Regions from separate parts of the Danio rerio genome. Here regions 1 and 3 are each linked to region 2. A link is a contact called in public HiCAR-type and Micro-C data. All regions are on one chromosome and are shown on one strand. Each heading gives the region's core, a stretch centred on a gene start, on an enhancer-like site or on the middle of the called end of the contact. The rest is flanking DNA. Distances are from core to core; before and after follow the strand shown. Region 1 has its middle 84 kb from the start of atxn1a. Region 2 has its middle 21 kb from the start of fam8a1a. Region 3 has its middle 62 kb from the start of atxn1a.

Evidence for each region. Hi-C and Micro-C count contacts between places; a contact is called where the count stands out from the background. HiCAR-type assays count read pairs that join an accessible place to other places.
Region 1: a Micro-C map of caudal fin shows a contact between it and region 2, with 4 times the contacts expected there. The contact joins two enhancer-like sites. A contact is called at or near these places in 2 of 18 Hi-C or Micro-C datasets (caudal fin and skeletal muscle) and 1 of 4 datasets of contacts at active chromatin or transcription factors (caudal fin).
Region 3: a contact with region 2 is called in a HiCAR-type map of caudal fin, with 4 times the contacts expected there. The contact joins two enhancer-like sites. A contact is called at or near these places in 1 of 18 Hi-C or Micro-C datasets (caudal fin) and 1 of 4 datasets of contacts at active chromatin or transcription factors (caudal fin).

What each region holds. Positions count from the first base shown.
Region 1 is chr19:34,833,146-34,836,756 of GRCz12tu, reverse strand. It overlaps a transcript of hpca not described here and a transcript of atxn1a not described here. Among named protein-coding and RNA genes, the nearest start is that of atxn1a, 84 kb to the left of the region's middle. Within about 2 kb of position 1,571, at least 19 of the 62 cell types and tissues checked have an H3K27ac peak or open chromatin away from gene starts, as enhancers often do. A contact at or near this core is called in caudal fin and skeletal muscle, where this site is marked.
Region 2 is chr19:34,674,876-34,678,357 of GRCz12tu, reverse strand. It overlaps a transcript of hpca not described here. Among named protein-coding and RNA genes, the nearest start is that of fam8a1a, 21 kb to the right of the region's middle. Within about 2 kb of position 1,562, at least 26 of the 62 cell types and tissues checked have an H3K27ac peak or open chromatin away from gene starts, as enhancers often do. A contact at or near this core is called in caudal fin and skeletal muscle, where this site is marked.
Region 3 is chr19:34,855,180-34,858,444 of GRCz12tu, reverse strand. It overlaps a transcript of hpca not described here and a transcript of atxn1a not described here. Among named protein-coding and RNA genes, the nearest start is that of atxn1a, 62 kb to the left of the region's middle. Within about 2 kb of position 1,499, at least 2 of the 62 cell types and tissues checked have an H3K27ac peak or open chromatin away from gene starts, as enhancers often do. A contact at or near this core is called in caudal fin, where this site is marked.

The DNA.
Region 1 (3,611 bases), core at 322-2,821, 160 kb before region 2:
TCAGTCGCCCTCAAGTGTGCATATCTGTGAGAGAATGTATTTTGTGTGTCGCTTTAAGAGCGACGTGGTGTTCATTGAGGCAATCGCACGCTGAGAGTCTATTTATAACCTCTGTCTTTGAGGTCTCCATTACATTTGCATAGGAGCCGTGCACTCACACTTCCCTCGCATCTCATTTACATGTGCCGTGTGGTTTTCCTGCTGTGGGTAACCATTCCGCTGGCTAGAGTTATGTGTGAGTCTGTGCATGCATGAGAGCAAACATGTTTGTGTGTGTGTTATGTGGCAGTCACCATCACAGTAGCCGTCCTGAGTAACATGCTGGCCCTGGCAACATCAATAAAATTAAAACAAATTAAAATAATTAACATTAAAACAAATTTTAATTAAAATCATTAATTAATATTATCAATTATATTAATATTATTATATTCTTTTTGGCTTAGTGCCTTGATTAATCAGGGGTTAAAATAAAAAGTAAATTAAATTATTTTTTATAAAAAATATGATCAAAATAAAATTTTAAAAATAAAATAATTGAAAAAATTAAAAAATACATTTAAATACAAGAAAAAATAAAACAAAACAAAATAAGTAAAAAAATTTAAAGATAAAAAAAAACATTAAATTAAATGAATTCAAAATTAAAATAAAACAAAGCAAAATTTAAAAATAAATAAATAAATAAATAAATTTAAATAAAATAAAGAAAAATTAAATAAAAATAATCAAAAATAATCAAAAATTAATACAAAAAAATGTAAATAAAAAAATTTTTAAAATGTAAATATTTTTTAAATTTAAATAAAATAAAACAAAATGAATAAAAACATTAAAATAAATTAAATAAAAAGTTAAAACAAAAAAAACAATAAAATGAAACTAAATTAAAATAAAAGATAGAAATAAAAATAAAATACTGTGAAGTCGACAAATAAAGTTTATAAAATAAAAATACAAATTACAATATATATTTAAAACAACATAAAAGCACAACAATAAAATAGCTTTATAAACAGATTAAGTGTAAAAATTCATTCAATTTAATATAATATTTGTCATAAATAAAACTGCCCTATTTTCATTTACCCATGTTTAAAAAAAAATGTCAAAAATTACAATTATTTACTGTACATTTACATGATACAACATAAAAAGGTACATATGCATTCTATGCATTTGTACAAAAGGAAATTGAATAAAAATATTGCAAATAATAGTCAAGTTGATCTAAATAAAATGTCTCTTCCTATGTTTAGAAAATGAAATAATAATTAAATACAAAATAATACATTTAAATAAATCTATGATGCCCTTAATAATTAAGCTTTTTAAAACATTACTTAATAAACACAAAATAGCAAATCTTTTACACCACACACATGAAAAAAAAAAGGTCAGACTATATCGTCTATGTCAGTATCTTTGCACCATCTATCATAACCACAATTGCTACAACAGCGTAAAGTAGTGCATATCTGTTTGTGAGTCATTTCTCGTTACTACAGTGTGTGAGTGTGTGGTTGAGCAGGACAGTGTGTACTTCAGCATGAGTGTTTATGATGAGTCACTGCCTGAAACAACTTACACTGGCTATACAACTGCGTAAAGCCGGCATGTGCATATATGTGTGTGTGTGAGAGAGCAATACGTCGCTGAGCAAGAACCTCAATGAGTATCAGTGGCTATGTTTAAGTAAAAGAGGCCAGATCTGTACCCCTTTCTACCCGTATCGGGTAAGAGCTGAGAAAGTTTGTGTGTTGCAGGATGAAGGCGATCAAATACAGACACCTGCGAACACAGAAATAAGAGATACAGTCACAGAAGAATGACACACAAACTCCTCACTTGTGTACACACTTGTTCTCAACCTTTATGAGTCACAATGAACAGATTATAGCAGTGACAACACCTAGAATTCCTGGATTACAGCAGTTATAAAACTAGCAAGAAGCTATTTGTGGCTCCACTGTTGGGTAATATGCTAAAGCAATTGTCGCAAAAAAAATAGCATAGCAACATGCTAAAAAACTCGAGGTAAACTGTAGCAACTGTACTTTAGTGACTGTATCCTAATAACCAGTAAAAACTTTAGCAACTGCATATCATCACAAAAATAATCACAAAATATAGTGAATTACCAATCCATAAATAACAGCTTAGCAAGTGTTGAGGAACCTTTGAAAGTTTAGCTCCAATAATAACAATATGCCAACAAGTAATGAGAACATATAGCTGCTGTAGAGCAACATGCTAACAAAAATCACTAGGAACCCCATAGAAAATGTACAGCAACATAGTAAGAATCATTAAAAACACATTAGCAATGGCATTTCAAAATACTAACAGCAGGTAAAAACATTTTAGCAACTGCATGGTAAAATGTTAGTATCCAATGCAAACATTTTCACAACTGTATAACAATTTGCTAACAACCACTTTTGCTGCTACATGGTCTGATAATATTGACGTGTTAACTCCTTAAAACACATGATCAACCGAATCAACATGCTAACAACCATTGAATAGCAACTGTATAGGTAATAACTGCATGCTAACAACCAGTTTTGCTGGTATTTGGTCCCATTGACTGTAAATACTCTAGCAACTGAGAAGCAATATGCGAACATCAAACGAGAACACCCTAGCACGTTAACAACTACTGAAAACACTGTTAAGGCAAAACAGTGTTAACTACTTAAAACACTTAAGTAACAGAATTAACAGAATTAACATGCTAACAACTACTGAGAACACATGATCCAACTGCATATTAACATGCTAACAACCACTGAGAACACATGATCAACTGGATCAACATGCTAACAATGACTTAGAATACTTTTCCTCGTTTAAGGGCACCTATGGTGAAAAATCTACTTTTCAAGCTGTTTGGACAGATATGTGTGCAAGTATAGTGTATAGACTGTCGTTTTTTTTTCAATTTAACAACAAAAAACGGTGGACCAATTGGAGCGGTTTTCAGACCAACCGCAACTTTACGTAAGAGTGCGGTCCCCCCGCCACCTATATTGATTGACAGCCTTGCGTCACATCATATCCTCAGTTTCTTGTTGCACGTCGCCATTTTCAGCGTGTGAGTCAAAGCGATATCATTAAAGGAACACCCTTGCTCTATTTTTTGATGAAAAGCTCATTGGGCTCAACACAAGATACATTTCTCCACATTATCGCTGAAATTGGATTTATTGCTTGTACCTTTTGCGTGGCGCGGCGCTGTGCATTTCGGAGTTCTAGGCGTGGGTTTCTGTCGGGGTGCACGTGGCGGAGCTTCGGGTCAGCGGCTCGGCGTGGCTTTCTGTCAGGGTGCAAGCGGCGGAGCTTCGGGTCAGCAGCTCGGCGCGGGTTTCTGTCATGGTGCACGCGGCGGAGCTTCTGGTCTGCGGCTCTGCGCGGGTTTCTGTTGGGGTGCACGCGGTGGAGCTTCGGGTCAGCGGCTCGGAGTGGGTTTCTGTCGGGGTGCAAGCGGCGGAGCTTCGGGTTTCTGTTGTGGTGCACGCGGCGGAGCTTCTGGTCTGTGGCTCGGCTTTCTGTCGGGGTGCATGCGGCGGAGCTTCGGGTCAGAGGCTCGGCACGGCGCCGTTGTGTTT
Region 2 (3,482 bases), core at 313-2,812:
CAGACAGACAGACTGACTGACTGACTAACTGATGACAGAAAGAAATACAGACAGACAGATGGATGGATGGATGGATGGATGGATGGATGGATGGATGGATGGATGGATGGATGGATGGATGGATAGATAGTCAGATAGATAGATAGATAGATAGATAGATAGATAGATAGATAGATAGATAGATAGATAGATAGATAGATAGATAGATAGATAGATAGATAGATAGATAGATAGATAGATAGATAGACAGACAGATGATAGATAGATAGATAGATAGATAGATAGATAGATAGATAGATAGATAGATAGATAGATAGATAGATAGATAGATAGATAGATAGATAGATAGATAGATAGATAGATAGATAGATAGATAGATAGATAGATAGATAGATGACAGAGAGACAAACACAGACAGACGAATGGGCGGACAGACAGATAGACAGACAGACATGGACGGACAGACGGACAGACAGACACGGACGGACGGACAGACAGACAGATGGATAGACAACAGACATACAGATAGATAAGATAGATAGATAGATAGATAGATAGATAGATAGATAGATAGATAGATAGATAGATAGATAGATAGATAGATAGATAGATAGATAGATAGATAGATAGATAGATAGATAGATAGATAGATAGATAGATAGATAGATAGATAGATAGATAGATAGATGACAGAGAGACAAACAAAGACAGACGAATGGGCGGACAGACAGATAAACAGACAGACAAACATGGACGGACAGACGGACAGACAGACACAGACGGACGGACAGACAGACAGATGGATAGACAACAGACATACAGATAGATAGATAGATAGATAGATAGATAGATAGATAGATAGATAGATAGATAGATAGATAGATAGATAGATAGATAGATAGATAGATAGATAGATAGATAGATAGATAGATAGATAGATAGATAGATAGATAGATAGATAGATAGATAGATATTGTACAATATTGTACAAATTGTACAATATAAATTTTCCTCTAAATAAATGGATAGATGGATGGATGGATGGATGGATGGATGGATGGATGGATGGATGGATGGATGGATGGATGGATGGATGGATGGGTACATGGATAGACAGACAGACAGACAGACAGACAGACAGACAGACAGACAGACAGACAGACAGACAGACAGACAGACAGACAGACAGACAGACAGACAGACAGACAGACAGACAGATAGATAGATAGATAGATAGATAGATAGATAGATAGATAGATAGATAGATAGATAGATAGATAGATAGATAGATAGATAGATAGATAGATAGATAGACTGACAGACAGCTGAATCTACAGCTTCAGTTCATAAACCGTAGCCTTGTCATCAAGAGTTTAGGTTTTTCCCCTTCTTTTTTTCTTTATTCCTCCCACGCTCCTTCATTTTCTCTCTCTCCCTCTCTCTCTCTCTCTCTCTCTCTCTCTCTCTCTCTCAAGAACTACACTTTCCAGCTGACAGCACATGTTGAGGCAGCACATTCCACATCATTACTACTTCAGATATTTGTGGCCCAGAGGACCTGTGGTTGGTGGAGGAGCCTCTGACACTGGAGCCGCTCACAGCCAATCAGATTCCTGCTCTGGGAAGCCGTGAGGAAGGTAGTAAATCAATGGCATCTGGTGTCCAGGGCAGAGCTGACACACAGAGACTGCTGCAAACACACAGTCAGATGCCCATTCAGCACTGGAAACTCTTCACATTTACTAAAGACTCTTCTGTCACTTCACACAATGTGGAACATTTTTCCTCTGTTTTGACTATCCCGCTGTTCTTTAGTCTGTTTCATATAATCTCAGACATACTGCGAAAAACATCTGCGATCTGGAATGAAAGAGTGCCAGACAGGCCTCGGGCCCATTTCAGCAGGCAGCTTATGACTGCTGCCACAGGGGCCCGACAGCTGAAGCCCCGTTTCTAGGCATAAACGCACTCATTTATTTAGAAAACTGTAAGGAAGAAGAGCTACGTCAAACCCTCAAACATTACTAAATAGTTTCAACAGAGATCCACTGAGCCTTCATTCTTCCACAGCCAGGCCTAATGCTTCATATCTCCTCTCAAAGACATGTTCCAAGACTCGGGATCAGACACAGCTGAAAACATCTTCTGAGCTGAGGGAAAATTGGATTTGGTTCCTGAAAAAAAAATCTATTATCAGAATTCACCAGTGTTTTTTTATTGCAATATATATGTTGATTTGCATGTCTTCACCCATTAAAACATAGATTAAAACGTGACTTGTTTGTTAGCAAAAAACACTGTAAAAGTATATTACAGTTTTTGTATTTTTCTCGAATTTTTTTTTTTTTAAAAACTGTTTATTAAATAAATGAATATATGCATAGATAGACTGACAGAAAGACAGATAGATAAATAACAGACAGACAGATAAATGACAGACAGAGATAGATAGACAGACAGACAGATAGATAGATAGATAGATAGATAGATAGATAGACAGACAGACAGACAGACAGACAGACAGACAGACAGACAGACAGACAGACAGACAGACAGAAAAATAAATGGATGGATGGATGGATGGATGGATGGATGGATGGATGGATGGATGGACGGATGGATAGAAGATAAACAGAAAGTCAGCTAGAAAGACAGACAAACAGATTAATAGATAAGATAGACATATAGACAGATGGATGGATGGACAGATAGATAGACAGACAGACAGACAGACAGACAGACAAACAGACAGACGATAATAGACAGACAGACAGACAGACGGACGGACTGACGGACGGACGGACGGACAGACGGACGGATGGATGGATGGATGGACGGACGGATGGATTGAAGGTAAACAGAAAGACAGCTAGACAGACAGACAAACAGTTTGATAGATAAGATAGACAGAAAGACGATGATAGACAGACAGACAGACAGACAAACAGACGATGACAGACAGACAGACGATGACAGACAGACAGACAGACAGACAGACAGACAGACAGACGATGACAGACAGACAGACTGACTGACAGATAGATAGATAGATAGATAGACAGACAGACAGACAGACAGACAGACAGAAAAATAAATGGATGGATGGATGGATGGATGGATGGATGGATGGATGGATGGATGGATGGATGGACGGATGGATGGATAGAAGATAAACAGAAAGTCAGCTAGAAAGACAGACAAACAGATTAATAGATAAGATAGACATATAGACAGATGGATGGATGGACAGATAGATAGACAGACAGACAGACAGACAGACAGACAGACAGACAGACAAACAGACAGACGATGATAGACAGACAGACAGACAGACAGACAGACAGACAGACAGACAGACAGACAGACAGACAGAAAGACAGACGGACGGATGGATGGACGGACGGATGGATTGAAGGTAAACAGAAAGACAGCTAGACAGACAGACAAACAGTTTGATAGATAAGATAGACAGAAAGACGATG
Region 3 (3,265 bases), core at 250-2,749, 180 kb before region 2:
AGGAACACTTTTGTAATTTTAAGTACCCTTGAGGTATTAATATGGACCTTTAAGGTACAAATTTGTACCTTTTGAAAAAGTACCACCCCAGTGACAGCTCGCGTACCTTTATTTCTGAGTGTGGGAAATGTCTCTAGACTGAAGGCATTTCATGGCGATCAGCCTCATAATCTTAAAATGTGAGCAAAATCCCCCGTTTTGTCATCGCTTTAGATATTACCCTAGAGAATCATTCAACTCTTATGTATTTTCTGACATCAGCTGCAGATGTGAATGAATGGCAGAAAAAAGTAGTTCCTCATACAAAAGGATTTTTAGACTTTACATGTTTGATTTTCTTTTTTATTTACACGGTTAGGCCATCGAATTGTTAAACGCAGTACCACACGAGTAGCAGAGCGATATGGATGTATATCATTACTGGTGGGACACTAAGGCACTAGGCTTGCGGTCTCGTGCCAATGCACACCACCACCACTGCTGACATACAGCAATTTATAGATTTGAAATCCAAATATATACTTTTATTTAACATATGCCATATGCATATATTGTCATATATAAGATTTCTATGTGGGTACTCACACTATCAATCCATTTTCTATTTTCTGTTTAAAAAACTATCTGACACAAATACTCATTTCTATATTTGTATATATTCTGTTTTTTTTCTAATCATTGTATGTTACAGTATCTTTTTAGGATTATAGAAGAGCAGCACAATAACTTAAAATCTGATTTGTTCAATATCTTTGTATCTCCTTGATTTAAAAACTTCAATCAAGCATTAGAAACTTTTATGTCAACCAAAATCATAACAAAATTTAATTGGAGGCAAAGAATTATATGAAAATCAGACAAAATGACAAATGTACAAAAAAAAAAGATTAGAAGATTAAAGATTAAAAGAAGAAAGAGCTACTATTTAACATTGCTGAAAGTTTGTGCTTTGTGCATAACTGAGATTGTTGTGGTGAAACTAATCGGTTTTCTAGTACTTACTACAACAATCTAATATGTAGATGATCTAGCAGCAGGTTAATTGTCCAATGCACCAAAACTAAACCCACTGCAGACTGCTTGAATGTCCTACCTCAAAATGTCTATGAGACACAGATGATCTTCATATTGCTGCTACAACCACAACGTGAATGATCAATCTAACCCAGAGTCAAGAGGAGATCTGCTTTACTACGGTGAGAAAATGATTAGACCAGGAGCATTTACCAATAGGTAACCAAGCATGATACTAATTCCTCTGAATCTGTTTTGTATTTCCAGAAATCTGAAGTTAGAACAAAATCCTGTGGATGAGCGTTTCTATCAGGTGAACTGTGTGCAGCTGTTTAACGATAAAAAAACACCATTACTGCCACTTTAATGTCTTTTTCCACTTTTATGTGTCACGTGGTTGCGGCTCCAGCCACAAGTCATAAACGGCAGTGGAGTATTTCTTGCAAGCTCAGTCTTTTTATGAGACATGCTTCACACACCATTTAGACATTTCTCTGAACATCACTTCCCTCTAAATCAGCTCCTGGAGGCCTAGCTCAGGCTGTTGTGTTGTGTAAACAAGACTGCCAGGATCCCTCAGGTCAGTGTTTAAGGTGACACGCATGTGTAGTAAATGCTTTTAAGAATAGGAATTTTCTAGCAGTGAACACAAACTTTGATCAATTTGATTTGATGAACTGTAACAAACTTTTAAGGAATTGTGGTCACAGTTTACATTAAGTGGACTTATTTACTACGTACTTGTGTACAAAATACAGATGTTCATAATTGGATCTTTATTTGTATTCATATATGCAATATTTTCCCCCTCTTTCTTTCTTTAATGATGTATATATGCATGTACAGTAGGTATATATCAGGCCTGTAGCCAGTCTGGTGAAAGGGGTGGTTCTTTTTTCTTAAAAAGTGGACCTTTTTGCAGTTATAGCCTCATTTTATGTTTAATTATGGTTGTATATTTAATCCACTTAATTTTGTAAAAAATACTAAGTTAACTTAATTGAATTGTGTTGAATGGTGTTAAGACAAAATGAATGAATTATGTGGAACCCAGCATTTTTTACAGCATAATTTAAAAATACCATAGACTTACATTGACCTGTGGGATAAGTTAGGTCTTTAGATTTGGACTGTAAGCAACGACTCAAAACACTATAGCAATCTACTTAGCAACAATCTAGCACTGATATCAACACACTCAAGTTTTTTCTTGCTTGTTTGAACTTCTATAATGAGCTAAAACAGGAGAATTCTTAGCAGGGTTCAATCCACTTAAATTTATTAAGTAAACAATCAATTTGTGTTGGGAAAACATACATTCATTCATTCATTTTCTTGTCTACTTAGTCCCTTTATTAATCCGGGATCGCCACAGCGGAATTCACCGCCAACTTATCCAACTTGTTTTTACGCAGCAGATGCCCTTCCAGCCACAATCCATCTCTGGAAAACATCCACACACATTCATACACTACGGACAATTCAGCCTACAGAATTCACCTGCACCACATATCTTTGGACTGTGGGGGAAACCGGAGCAACCATATGAAACCCACGCGAATGCAGGGAGAACATGCAAACTCTACACAGAAACGCCAACTGAGCCGAGGTTCGAACCAGCAACCCAGCGACCTTCTCGCTGTGAGGTGACAGCACTACCTACTGTGCCACTACGTCACCTAGAAAACATACATAAATTGTGTAAAACCCTGCATTTTTTTTGCAGAGTATCAACTGCATTAACATCCAAAACAATATAGCAACTATTACACCTATGTGAACAACCAGAACACCTTAGCAACTATACTGCATGACCTTAGCAACCATATCACAATGCATTAACCCCAAAGATAACTAATTACTCCTATTTTATAACTCAGGCATTAATAACCCATCAAAATGTCAGAATACCCTAGCAACCACAGCATAACACATTAACAAACCTGCCAGGGCAGCTTAGATCACATCAGAATGCACGAGAATCAACGAGAGGGGTCTGGATGCAGACCTGGTGCAGTGCAATCTGAGCTGCATCCAATGCTTTTTAATGCGCTCATCTAACCCTACCCCTAACCCTACCCATCACAGTGACGTCACTCGCTCCATTGAGGGCATTGTGTCTGACATTGCATTGCTGAGTGATGCAATCTCAGCTTGCATCATAAAGGCTACATCCAGATACTATCCGCTTGTTAAGTGGTGACGTGTTGGTGACGTATGTAATACTGTTTCCGGGTCCAAGCAGCCACTC